Linked DNA regions of Mus musculus: region 2 is linked to region 1. Evidence: chromatin contacts called from public Hi-C data. All regions are on one chromosome and are shown on one strand. Each heading gives the region's core, a stretch centred on a gene start, on an enhancer-like site or on the middle of the called end of the contact. The rest is flanking DNA. Distances are from core to core; before and after follow the strand shown.

The links. Hi-C and Micro-C count contacts between places; a contact is called where the count stands out from the background.
Region 2: a contact with region 1 is called in a Hi-C map of B cells, with 5 read pairs. The contact joins the promoter of Numbl here to the promoter of Calm3 in region 1. A contact is called at or near these places in 1 of 39 promoter capture datasets (cranial neural crest) and 1 of 484 Hi-C or Micro-C datasets (B cells).

What each region holds. Positions count from the first base shown.
Region 1 is chr7:16,920,895-16,926,732 of GRCm38.p6, reverse strand. Calm3 (calmodulin 3) reads left to right here and starts at 2,701. Exons shown (of 6, transcript NM_007590.3): 1 at 2,701-2,892. The coding sequence starts at 2,890. It overlaps Gm45972 (predicted gene, 45972), which reads right to left and starts at 5,060. Exons shown (of 3, transcript NR_165470.1): 1 at 4,843-5,060; 2 at 4,171-4,318; 3 at 2,215-3,293.
Region 2 is chr7:27,255,027-27,260,693 of GRCm38.p6, reverse strand. It overlaps Numbl (numb-like), which reads right to left and starts at 1,933. Exons shown (of 10, transcript NM_010950.2): 1 at 1,733-1,933. The coding sequence starts at 1,756. It overlaps Coq8b (coenzyme Q8B), which reads right to left. Exons shown (of 15, transcript NM_133770.2): 14 at 3,996-4,082; 15 at 2,745-3,471. The coding sequence ends at 3,169.

The DNA of each region.
Region 1 (5,838 bases), core at 1,452-3,951:
AGTTCCTGCCCTGCCTTTCCTTCAAGAAGAACTTTAGCAAGCCAGGCGTGGTGGCACACACCTTTAATCCCAGCACTGGGGAGGCAGAGGCAGGCAGATTTCTGAGTTCGAGGCCAGCCTGGTCTACAAATTGAGTTCCAGGACAGCCAGGGCTACACAGAGAAACCCTGTCTCAAAAAAACAAAACAACAAAAACAAAAGCAAAGGACTGTAGCCTGTAAGCTAAACAGACTTCTACTGGCTGGCTTTGGGTGTCAACTTGACACAAGCTGGAGTTATTACAGAGAAAGGTGCCTTCCTTGAGAAAAATGCCTCTTTGAAATCCAGCTGTAAGGCATTTTCTCAATTAGTGATCAAGGGTGGAGGGCCCATTGTGGGTGGTGCCATCTCTGGGCTGGTAGTCTTGGGTTCTATAAGAGAGCAGGCTGAGCAAGCCAGGGGAAGCAAGCCAGTAAAGAACATCCCTCCATGGCTTCTGCATCAGCTCCTGCTTCCTGACCTGCTTGAGTTCCAGTCCTGACTTCCTTTGGTGATGAACAGCAGTATGGAAGTGTAAGCCGAATAAACCCTTTCCTCCCCAACTTGCTTCTTGGTCATGACGTTTGTGCAGGAATAGAAACCCTGACTAAGACAGACCCTTTCTTCCCCCAAGCTGGTTTTAGAAATGGCCTCTATTACAGAAATAGAAACCAAACTAAGATACCCTGACTCAAAAAAAGAGAGAACACATTTTAATGTCATTAAGTCTGTGGTTCTCAACTTTCCTAATGCTGCAAAAACCCCATACAAGTACTGGGGACTCCAAATCATAAAATTATTTCATTGTGGGCTGGAGATACTGTTCTGAGATTAAGAGCACTGACTGCTCTTCTGGAGGTCCTGAGTTCAATTCCCAGCACCCACATGGTGGCTCACAACCATCTGTAATGGGATCTGGTGCCTTCTTCTGGCCTGCAGGCATACATGCAGACAGAGCACTGTGTGTAATAAATAAATAAAAATCTTTTAAAAAATTGTTTGATTACTAGTTCAAACCTGTAATTTTGCTACTGTTATGAGTCATTATGTAAATATCTGATATGCAAGATATCTGATATGCAAGCCACAAGGGGGTCAAGACCTACAGGTTGTAAATCTCAGTTTACAGGTTGCAGACATTTAAACCAATGTCAACAAGATCCTCCCTCCTCTCTGCCTCTGCTCTATCAGTTTTATTTCCTTCTGCACTAGACACATTTTCTTTCCTGAGAGCAGATTTAAGAGATGTCCACAGGCGGCATTTACAGAAAGACTATATTCTCCCAGTCTCTCCCTCCCCACCAAAAAAAAAAAAAAAAAGTTTTCTGACCCTAGAAGTTCTCTCTCTCTCTCTCTCCCCCCACCCCCCTTCTCTGTCAGTTCTTGCCCTGGAGTGTCGATGCATGCCTTTGATTCTGAAGGCCAACCAGGGCTCAGGGCTACACAGTCTCAATAAATAAATAAATAAATAAATAAATAAATAAATAAAGGAAGGAAGAAAATGCCAACTCCCATCCTATACGAGGGCTCTGTACAGTAATGTACAGTATATACACTATGGTATACAATACAGTTGTCTCAGGTGCCCTTAGCAACAGTTCTTTTTCTTTCTGTGCCTGGAATCCCTAGAATAAGAAGTGAGTCACACTGTCTAGGTGACAAGAGAATGGTTGAGAAGTGTGATGTCACCAGCACAGCCCGGCACCAGATCTGTGCAGACAGCAGTGCCCAATTCATGTTTAATTGGCTGAATGAGTGAATGAATGAATGAATGAATGAAAACATTCTGCATCCAGAGATTGTTCTGGGTACAGATCCTGAGATCAAGAGTCAAGTCCAGATCCCCACATGTTGCTTTTGTGCGTGTTTTAGATTTGTGTTTGTTTGTTTGTTTGAACTTATTTATACAGCGCGCATGTGGAAGTCCGAGGACAATTCTTTGTGGAAGTCTGTTCTCCAAACCACCACGTGAGTTCCGGTGATCGAACTCACAGTTTCTAGCTTGCCTGCAAGCGCCTTCACCCACTCAGCCATCCCAGCAAATTGTACGCGTAGAGGGTGGAACCTTCAGGAGACCAGCGGAACCTTGAAGAGCCAACCACTGTGAAGAGCCGGTTCAGGCCAGGCTCCTAGACCCCACGATTTTGGATTAAACCATCTTGTATCTGCTCAAAGGGAGAGAGAAGAAAGTCCTTCTGCTTCTTCCCCCAACCCATTTTTATTTCCGAGCCATAGAGACAACGTATTTGCTTCTCCAACATCCACCCTGTTTCCGTCTTAGCCCCTCTATTCCTCGCGGCTCCACAGAGCCACACAGGTCGTGCTGCCCCCCGCACACCGCGCGGTGGCTCGCCCCAGTTTGACGCATTGCAGGGAAGGCCGGACCAATCGGAGTTGCGTTCTCATTTCCGCCACGAGGCGGGTCCAATAGCGGCGTGGCTCACACAGAGACGTGTCACTCTCCGTAAACCGGTGCCCTTCCGCCAGAGAGGAAAGCGGAGCGGATGCAAGGGGCCGAGAGCGCCGAGAGCGAAAGTAGTCCCCGCGGTGGGGAACGCGCGTGCGCGTGCCCGTGCGGCAGCAGATTCGCTGGGCTCTGTGGAAGGGGCGAGCCGCACGAGCCTGACGCGAAGGGATCCGTAGGAAGCCGCAGTGCAGCGGGAGCGCGCGAGCCGTCTGGGGCGGGGCCGGGCGAGGCGGGGCGCGCGCGGCGGCCGTTGAGGGACCGTTGGGGCGGGCGGCGGCGGCGGTGGCGCGCGCTGCGGGCAAAGAGTGTGGAGGCGCGGACGCGCGGCGGAGCTCGAGCTGCTGCAGCTGCTGCCGCCGCCAGAGTAACCTCGATCCCCGAGCTCCGGATACCGGTGCCTCGCCATGGTGAGTGAGGCGGCTGAAGTCGGGTGGAGACCCCCCCATCCCGGAGATGGCGAGCGAACCCTGGGAGGGAGAGGCCGGGCCCCTCGGGACCTCCCATGCGGCCCTTGGGACTTCTAGAAGCGGTTTTAGCAGCAGATGGAATTGGTAGGACCCCCAAACAGACAGTCTGAGGCTTCAAATGAGGAGCTCCAGGACATCCCCACCCCCGCCACCTCCCAGGCAGCATTCGGATCCCTCTCCGGGCGATTGGTTTTAGAATCACATCTACCCGGTCCCCGGGAGGAGGAAATAGGAAACGCCGGCGATGAAGGCTTTGGGTCCTGGAGGAATGCAGGAGGCTGCTCCTAGAGGGGTGGCTGTGGGTAGCGGAGAGGGGGACCGGTCGGTTCCTAGGGAGTGTTCTGCAGAGAGGATAGATGGGGATCCTGGGTCACTTGTGCACTGTAGACCCCGGTGGGGGAGGGGTCTCCAAGGACAAGCATTGCCAAGAGGAGGAGGAAGAGGAGAAGGGTCAGGTGCAGGCTGAGGTAAGGAGGAGCCCGAGGTGGGTGGCAGCAGAGGCTAGAAGATGCTCTTGGAGCCTGTGAGGACCCAGAAGGGGACTGAGGAGAGTTGGGGGTCGCAGAAATGTTTTTAAAGGAGTGGGGATGTGATCACGGGTAGTGTGGGGAACCAGGGAGCCTTGTGGAGAACTTGGTTGGGGGTAGCTAGGAAGGATTCTGAGGTCTAGGTTGTTGCACTAGAAAGAGAGGTTGGGGTTTGTAAGGCGTGTTTTGTTTGGGTCAGAGAAAAAACGGGGTTTCCAAGGTGAGGGCTAGGGAAGGACTTGAGTTTGGGTGGTGGGGGTGAGGTTGGACAGCCTTCTAGAGAAGTGTAGGAGACAATGAATGGTGGCTGAGGTAGGACTAGGTTTAGAGGTGGGTGTCTCCGGGGAAAGGTCCCGACACAAAGGCTGATGACTCGGGCTTGGTCATGGGCTGCAGCAGAGGACCTGAAGGAGTAGCTGTGTGCTCCCTTTGCCTTGGCAAGAATGGGGCTGGGCCAGGCTGAAGGCACTGAGGCAGTGGGAGCAGGTGGGCGGAGTTGTTCAGGGCCCTATTGCGCACTGAAGCTGCATGATACAGGACTGGGGTCAAAGTTTGGGGTGCATCAAATGATGGCTAAGCCAGGAAGCTTGGCCCCCTCATTGTCCCTTCCAGGCTAGGAGGGCTGCCTTTCTCCTCCAGCTTCATGCACCTGCTTCTCCTCACTGTGCCAAATGACAGCGCAATACAGTACCGTTTGGGTCAGTGACAGATGCCCAGTTCCATCCCTCAGGGCGGGGGCTGCAGTGCTTGTCCAGAGAAGACCTCCAAGGACCCTCTCGTTGACTCAAGGGCCACTTGTTCTTTCCAGGCCTCTTCCCCAGCGCCCAAAGCTAAAGCTTCTAGAAGCAAAATAGATTACTTCTCCTCTGGTCCTGCCACCCACAACACCCCCAGCCCTCCCCACCATCCCCCCTCCCCCAGCCTCAGGCTGGGAACCGCGTGCACCACCCTCCCTGGCAAAGCTGGGGAGGACAGGCAGCCGCCACCACGTATCAGATCTCATACTGCTGACACAGACCTGAGGGCTCTTCTTGCCGCCACCCCATTCCCCCCGCCCCCCAGCAGAACCTTGCTAAAGGGGCCCTACAGCTTGGGCAGCTGCCAGCAACCCCCACTCCCCACCTCCAAAGGAGGGTCCCAGCTTTGGCCCTGACCAGGTTTTCTCTTCCTGTTTGTATCCAGCAAGGTGTGGAAGGAAGAGTCCCTGGTAACTGGCCCTGGACTTTGGCCTGAGCTCTGTGGCTCCTCCTTGGCCCTGGGTGAGGGGCCCTGGCCTTGGTTTCTGAGCTCATTTAACATTGCTTTCTGGCACCTGCTGGGGGCTGGGGCAAGCCTGAGAAATAATCCCCTCTTCCCTCCTCACCTCAAGCTGATTTGGCTTGTCCAGCCCCTCTCTGGAGCCTGAGATGAAGGTTTGGAAAACTGGAGACAAGTGGCTTATTGTGCGGTGAAAGCTAACGATCTAAGCTGGGAAGGGCCACCAGCGGCAGGCAGTCTTGCTTCGTAGGCCATCAGTTTCCCAGGCCAGCAGCCCTGCTGTGGTATCTGCGGCCTTTCCTTGGTGGAGCAGGGGAAAGGGCTCCTGGATGTCAGGGAGAGTGTCTGACAGGCCCTCCACAGAGCCAGAGCCACGCCTATTTGCAGCAACCGTGACAGTGCCGCCTCTGCAGCTTCCAGCTCTTTGGGGAGAAGTGGCACATAGCAGACTCCGGAGCCACCCTTGGCCATTCCGTCCACAACCTGCCTTGGCCTCTTTGCTCCCACCACCTTTCAGTGTCACCAAGAGGGGAAGGGAACAGGGCTTCTTGCAGACCGCACTGTGTGATGGGAAGGTCCCTGAGTGGGCTGGCTTTTCCCAGCCTAGGCCTGTGGAAGAGAATGAAAAGCAGATGGACTCCATAGCCGTCCTCCCCACTGCTCCTCGGCCTCTTCCTCCCCTCCCCCAGCACAGGCTGGCCTTGGGAACCAGAAGCCCATTCTCTTCTCACTTTCTGGGCGCAGCCAGCAGCAGTGTCCTCGGGTGTCAGAACCAGGGGGTGGGCCTGATCATCCCTGGGGGGGTGCGGGGGGGGTAGGTAGAACAAGGGCCCTTTGGCCCAGGCCACAAGGCCAGGATTAGGAAGCCCACTACTCTGAGTCAGTCTTGATAGCTGTGCAGAAGGCTGTCCGTTTGGCCTTTACCATCTCTTTGCACCTTCCTTCTCCTCCGCCCATCCCCTCTGCAGGCATCTCCCATCTGTTCTCGTCACTGATCCTCCTCCGACACGGCCTGTTTGGGACTTGGTCTCTAGTTTCTCTTCGTCTAGATTAGACAATACCCCTGCCCCCATTGCATCACTTATGAATATAGAATGTGGAG
Region 2 (5,667 bases), core at 684-3,183, about 10 Mb before region 1:
CACACACACTTTCACAGTCTAGGACACCAGCATGGAGTCACCCAGGGTAACAGGTAAGTGGGTCACACATACACACAGAGGAAATAGAAGCCAATCCCATACACACCCCTGGCACACAGGCAACATCCACAGCTTGAGTCCCACACAATTAATCTTTTGTAATAGACTAGAGTTTCAGAGAAGTCAGATTCGCAACTCAAATCACACACAGGAGGCTGTAGTGCACACTCGGTGTCACACGGCTAGGTGGACAGTCACTTATGCAACCCCAGTCACATACACAGACATGGCAAGGAACACACAACCACCGTCATATACACTGCCTTCCCAGAGGTCCAGCCCCACAGGCACGATGTGACTTCAAATACAATGGCAGTCGCACACCCAGAGTCGCAATGAACACAGTACAAAAATCAGACATAAGCACAACATTGTGTCACACATGGTCAGAGTCACAATTCTACTTACACACAGTTACAGCTCCACCCACATCTTCAGTCAGCCACACAGAAGTCCAACCTCAAACCCAACACAGATGTTGACACATACCAAGGTACATACACACAGGGTCTCACAAAAAGACATATGCATATCTATTTAAACACAGTCTAAAAAGTACAGGAGTCTGAACAGTGAACGGCTGCCATCACATCCACGGTCACACACACACACACACACACACACACACCAGACATCACCACATCCAACCACAAGCATGCAGGCAGACAACGCAGGATACCTCATCCTTGCCAGCTGTAATGCAAGCACACACACAGCTACAGTCACACAAACACCAGATCACACTTCTAGCCACATCCCCAACCCTTACACACACACACACACACACACACACACACACAACCACACAAAGCCGCTGGTCACCACAGAGGCTACAGACAGGTTTCCACCCGTCTCTGGGGAGCCGCCCCCAGCCCAGGCTGAATCCTGGAGCCTGGGGGGCAAGGGAAAGCTGAGCATTGTCTCCGGGTGGGGCCTCTCTTAGACGCTGAGCAGCCCTAGGGACAAAAGGGGTGGCCTAGGAGACCAATGTCTTGAGACCCCTGACTAAGCATGGGGTGGAGGTGGGGTAGGGGAATGCCTGAAATTCTCCTTATTTTATTCACGCTGGGGTGGAGTTTCAGACACAGAGACCTTGTTCTGAGAAGGGGATTTGCCTGGGACACCGCCCAAGGGCTTGGGGGGACAGGCTGGATCCAGGACCCCAGGGAGTAGACAGTACTTGGAAACCGCCCCCCCATCCCCCAGAGCCTTAGCCTTGGCAGCTCTATCCAGGGACTTCATCTTCAAGACATCGCCCAGGGGGCTGTTGTGCTCAAAGAAACCCTCTAGCAGGGAAGAGTACTGATTTTGTCTGGAATCGGCTCAGTTAAGGCCTCAGCTTGATAAAGGGGACCGTATCCGGACCCTGAACGCCAAACCTTGCCCAGGGAGTTTTACCTAGAATTTATGTAGCCCTGTCCATGATTTGGGGGGAATCTGTATTCCAGGATCCCTATTTTCAGGGCCTTCGCAGAGATGGCCTGTGCTGGACCAGACCCCAGTCTGGCAGGTTTGGGATTGCCAGGAACCTGTTCCCGGACCCCCACCCAGGACCACCCTTTCCAGCCTTGGCATCTTCTCTCCATCCGGGCGCTGCTGCCGCCTCCCACCCTTCGCCACATCAGCAGCGGCGCCGCCCCCGGCCCGAGCCCCCCGAGCCCGCCCTTCTCACGCTGGCCGCCGCGCTGCGGGACATCCAGGGCCCGGGCGCCCCCGCCTCCCGCGGCCCCGGTTGGGCCCGGCTTCCCGAGTGCTGCTGCTGCTGTGGTGGCGGCGGCTCGGTCTGACGCGGGCCCGGCCCGGGGCCGGCGGCTGGTGCGGGATGCAAGCGCGCGAGCCAGCTCGGCTCCCGGGAGGATTCCGTTCCGGGGGCGGGGGAGCATCCCTCCCTCGGCGCCCCGCCCCGACCCCGCCCATTGGCCCGCCGCCTGCTGTATATGCAAAAGATAACCCCGCCCTCCCGCAGACCACGCCCCCACATAAACACTACCGGGTCTCCTCCCAAGCAAAGGCCGGCCCGCCCCGCCCCTTGGTCTGGCCTTGCGGGAACCTGCACGCATCCCTAGAGGAGTGCCTCTCAGGTTGAGGCGCAGGTTCTATTTGCTTCCATAACCCCTGACCTCAGATCCCCTATGGTTCTGCTTCTGAAGAATTGCTTTGGGAGGCGCCTCGTCCTCAAATCTTGCTTAACCCCACGGTTCTCCCAGCCCGGCGGGGGCGGGCAGAAGCGGTGACGAGGCACTTTTTGCAGGCGAGGGGAGGGGAGAGGAGGGGAAGGAAAAGAAACAGACCCTGGAGTCCTGGAGGGAGATCACTCTGGCTTGCGAGAAGTGGGCATTGGGTTAGACCAGGTCCTAGTTCTGGACTCAGCTGCACCCCTACCCCTGTCCTGTAGGTTTGGCAGAGCAGCTGTTAGGGGCATTAGGGCCCATTAGCAAAGGCGAGGTTGTCAGGAACAGGAGGGAGCCTGAAGCTGGGGGGTGGGGGGGGGGGCGAGTATGTGATAGAAGGGTACTTCTCAGCTGCCACAGCCCTTGGAGCAGGTGGTCAGCACGTGGGGGGGGGGGCGGAGGAGGTTCCCTGCAACAGATGGCCCTAGACAAGGGGGTGGGGTGGGGGGTCTGGCCATCTGCACCTGGAGCTGCCTGTGAGCTCCTCCCCCTTAGCACAGAGAGAAAAGAACTGGGGGCAGGGAAAGGGTGCCTTTATTCGGAGGAAAGGATCAGCACCCACCCCCACCCTCCAATACACAGGCTGGAACCCGGGAAGAAGGCAGCTGGTAGAGGAGCAAGGGAGGCAAAGGTGAGGACCGCCCCCAACAGCCACCATCTCCCCTGCAGATCCTGGAAGACCTGGGGCCGAGGGGCGTCTCCTTCACATGAGAGTGGACCCAAGGCTCACTTAGATGGTGGCAGGATTCTGCTGGCTCCTAGCCTCAGAATTCAAGGTTGCTCACTTAGGATCAGGGAGCTAACTCCAGGGGCCCAAAGATCCAAGGCAAGAAACTAGGTTCTGGAGACCAAGAAAGAGGAGGAGGGGACTGCCTGCTGTGGAGCTGGTATCCCTGGATGGAATCTGTCATGGTGGGGTCGGCAGGGAGGTCCCTAGTCAGGAGGCTGCTGGCAGCGGCAGTGTCTGGCGACTGGCCCAGTAGCGGTGGTAGGTATCTTGGAAGAGGTCCCGGCAGGCGATGTGGGCGTGGAGACGGGCACAGGCTAAGAAAGCCCCAGCTAGCTTGCGGTGTAGAGCATAGGTCTCCTCAGGCGGTGGGCGCAGCCGGTGCCGAAGCAATACCGGGATGAGGCCCTGTATTCGGCGAGCAGTCTCTCCAGCCCCAAAGTCGTAGGGGCCTGAGGCAGCAAAGGGCTCCCCCAGGATCATCACTGCCTCGACGTGGGCGTCAGAGAATGCCTAGGGTGGGGATGGCAGATGCATCCAGACGGACATAATGTCCTCTGATTACTTCTGAAGAGGCAAGCTGCAAGGGCTGCCGCGTGACTCACTCACTGGTAGAGCTTGCCTAGAATTCACCAGTGAGGGCCTAGGGGGCGTGGCTCAGTGCTGGAAGGTTGGCATTACTGGCCCAAGATCCCCTGGGAGTTGTAAGTAGTCACCCCCTACCCACAGCACCCCCTGTCTCCAGGAGCCCCTGCTTTCTTCAGGCAAGTAACCCCTCTATTCCTCAAACCCAGGATCTCTAGAATAGATAAATAGTGCCTCCCCCACTTAGTGGCAGCACCCTCCATTTCACCCCGGGGCTCCTCAGTATAAGCTAGTGCATTTAGTAATCTCACTGCCCTGGGATAGAAGTCTCTACCTCCCCCCAGATCCCCACCCTTTCTCCAGTTGTTTACTAGAGCTATGCGGCTCATCTGTTCCCAAAAGAAAACACAGCCACAAACAAACCAGCTCCCTTCTGCTCAGGGGCAACCAACCTTGGTTTCAAAGCCTGTAAGGAACTTGAGGTCCTGGGATTTCTGTAGAACTCGATCTCTGTCTCCATCTGCTGCAGCCTTCACCACCTGGAATGTCAGAGGGCAAAGCCCACCGTGGGTCAAGGGAGGCTTGGGGTTCTGGTTTTTGCTTTGGGGCAGAGTCTGATACAGCCTACACTATCTCGGACTCACTGTGTAGCTGATAACCAGGAACTCCTGATCTTCCTGCCCCCACTAGCCCGGATTTAAAGGCTTAGGGGTCTGTACCATCACACCAGGCTACAAGGGAGGGCCTAGATAATAGGAAATACTAGCCAGAAGGGTAGAGCAGTACTTATATCTACCTACCTAGTACTCAGGAGGCAGGGTCACTATTATGAGTTCAAAGCCAGCCTGGACTACCAAGGAACACTGTTAAGGAGAGGGGGGAGGGAGAGAAGTGGGGAGGAGATACTTTGCCCAACCTGGGTCACCTTTTTCTCTACCTGGGTACACTCTGTCACCTAGAAGCTTCCCTCCCCCTACTCTGTCCCTGCTCTATCTCCCTCTGGAGAGCCTGCAGGAGGAAATGGTCAGGGGCTCTGTCATCCAGTGGGAATGCAGACCTGCCTGGAAGCTGCCACATGGGTGGCCCAGAGTAGAGTGTCACATCTGTTTATGGCTCCAGACACTAGACAAGGATGGAATGGCATCCTAGGTTGCCCGAGGGCCATCCTCCCCCTTGGACTTTGAGCTGGGTGCAGCGGCACTGGCCATGAGACAAGGCACTCAGGATGCTTGCTGCAGAGCTCAGTTCCTGTCCAGTCCTGCAGAGGGAGGCATTGAAGCACCACAGCTCCCTTGGCTTTAGAGACTCTAGAGAAACTGTAGCTGGGCCTCTGCCTTCTCATCTGTGGAATGGGTTCTGCATGGGGTCACTGTGTGGCCTCAGCACTGTGACTGAAAAGGAAGTATCTGTCGCACTGGGGACTACTTTTGCTGTCACTGGGTGCCAGGGTCCCTGTGCAGAAGAGGCAGGCTCAGAGCAGGGAGAGGAAGGAACCTGTCCAGCCCCGACACACTGTACCACACTGCCTTTGGGAGGTGGCCCGGGACGGATCTATCAATTCTATTATAGGTTCCCCTGCCTGTGACTTGTCTGGGCATCTGTTAGGGTTCCATAGAAATGGGCTGATTTTCTTTTTCTTTTTTTAAAGGGAGTTCAGCTGATAAAGGTGCTGACAAGTCAGATGACCTAAATTTGGTCCTCAGGCCCCACTGATTCCGGCAGATTTTCCCCTGACCTCCCAATGTGTCCCCACGGTGCATGAGGGCATGTGTGTACACACTTAAAGACGAACAAGCAAACAAATAAATCAGGTCTCCATATGAAGCCCAGGCTGGTCTTGAACTTATGACTCCTGCCCTGTTTGAGCACCCCAAGCACTCTGATTATAGGCCATCCCATCCATCTAAAACTTGTTTGTTTTTGTTTTAATTAGAAGAGGTTAAGGTGACCCAAGTTTTGGGAAGACAATGTTGATAAGAGATAGGGCGGTTCAAGTACTTGTGGAGGCCTTGGCTTTGTGCCTCAATGTCCTATGTGCGCGTGAGTGTGGGGTGTGGGCATGGTATTATATGTCACTGGGTCTTTGTCCTTATCAACAGCTAGAGGTGCTCTTAAAAGTTTTCA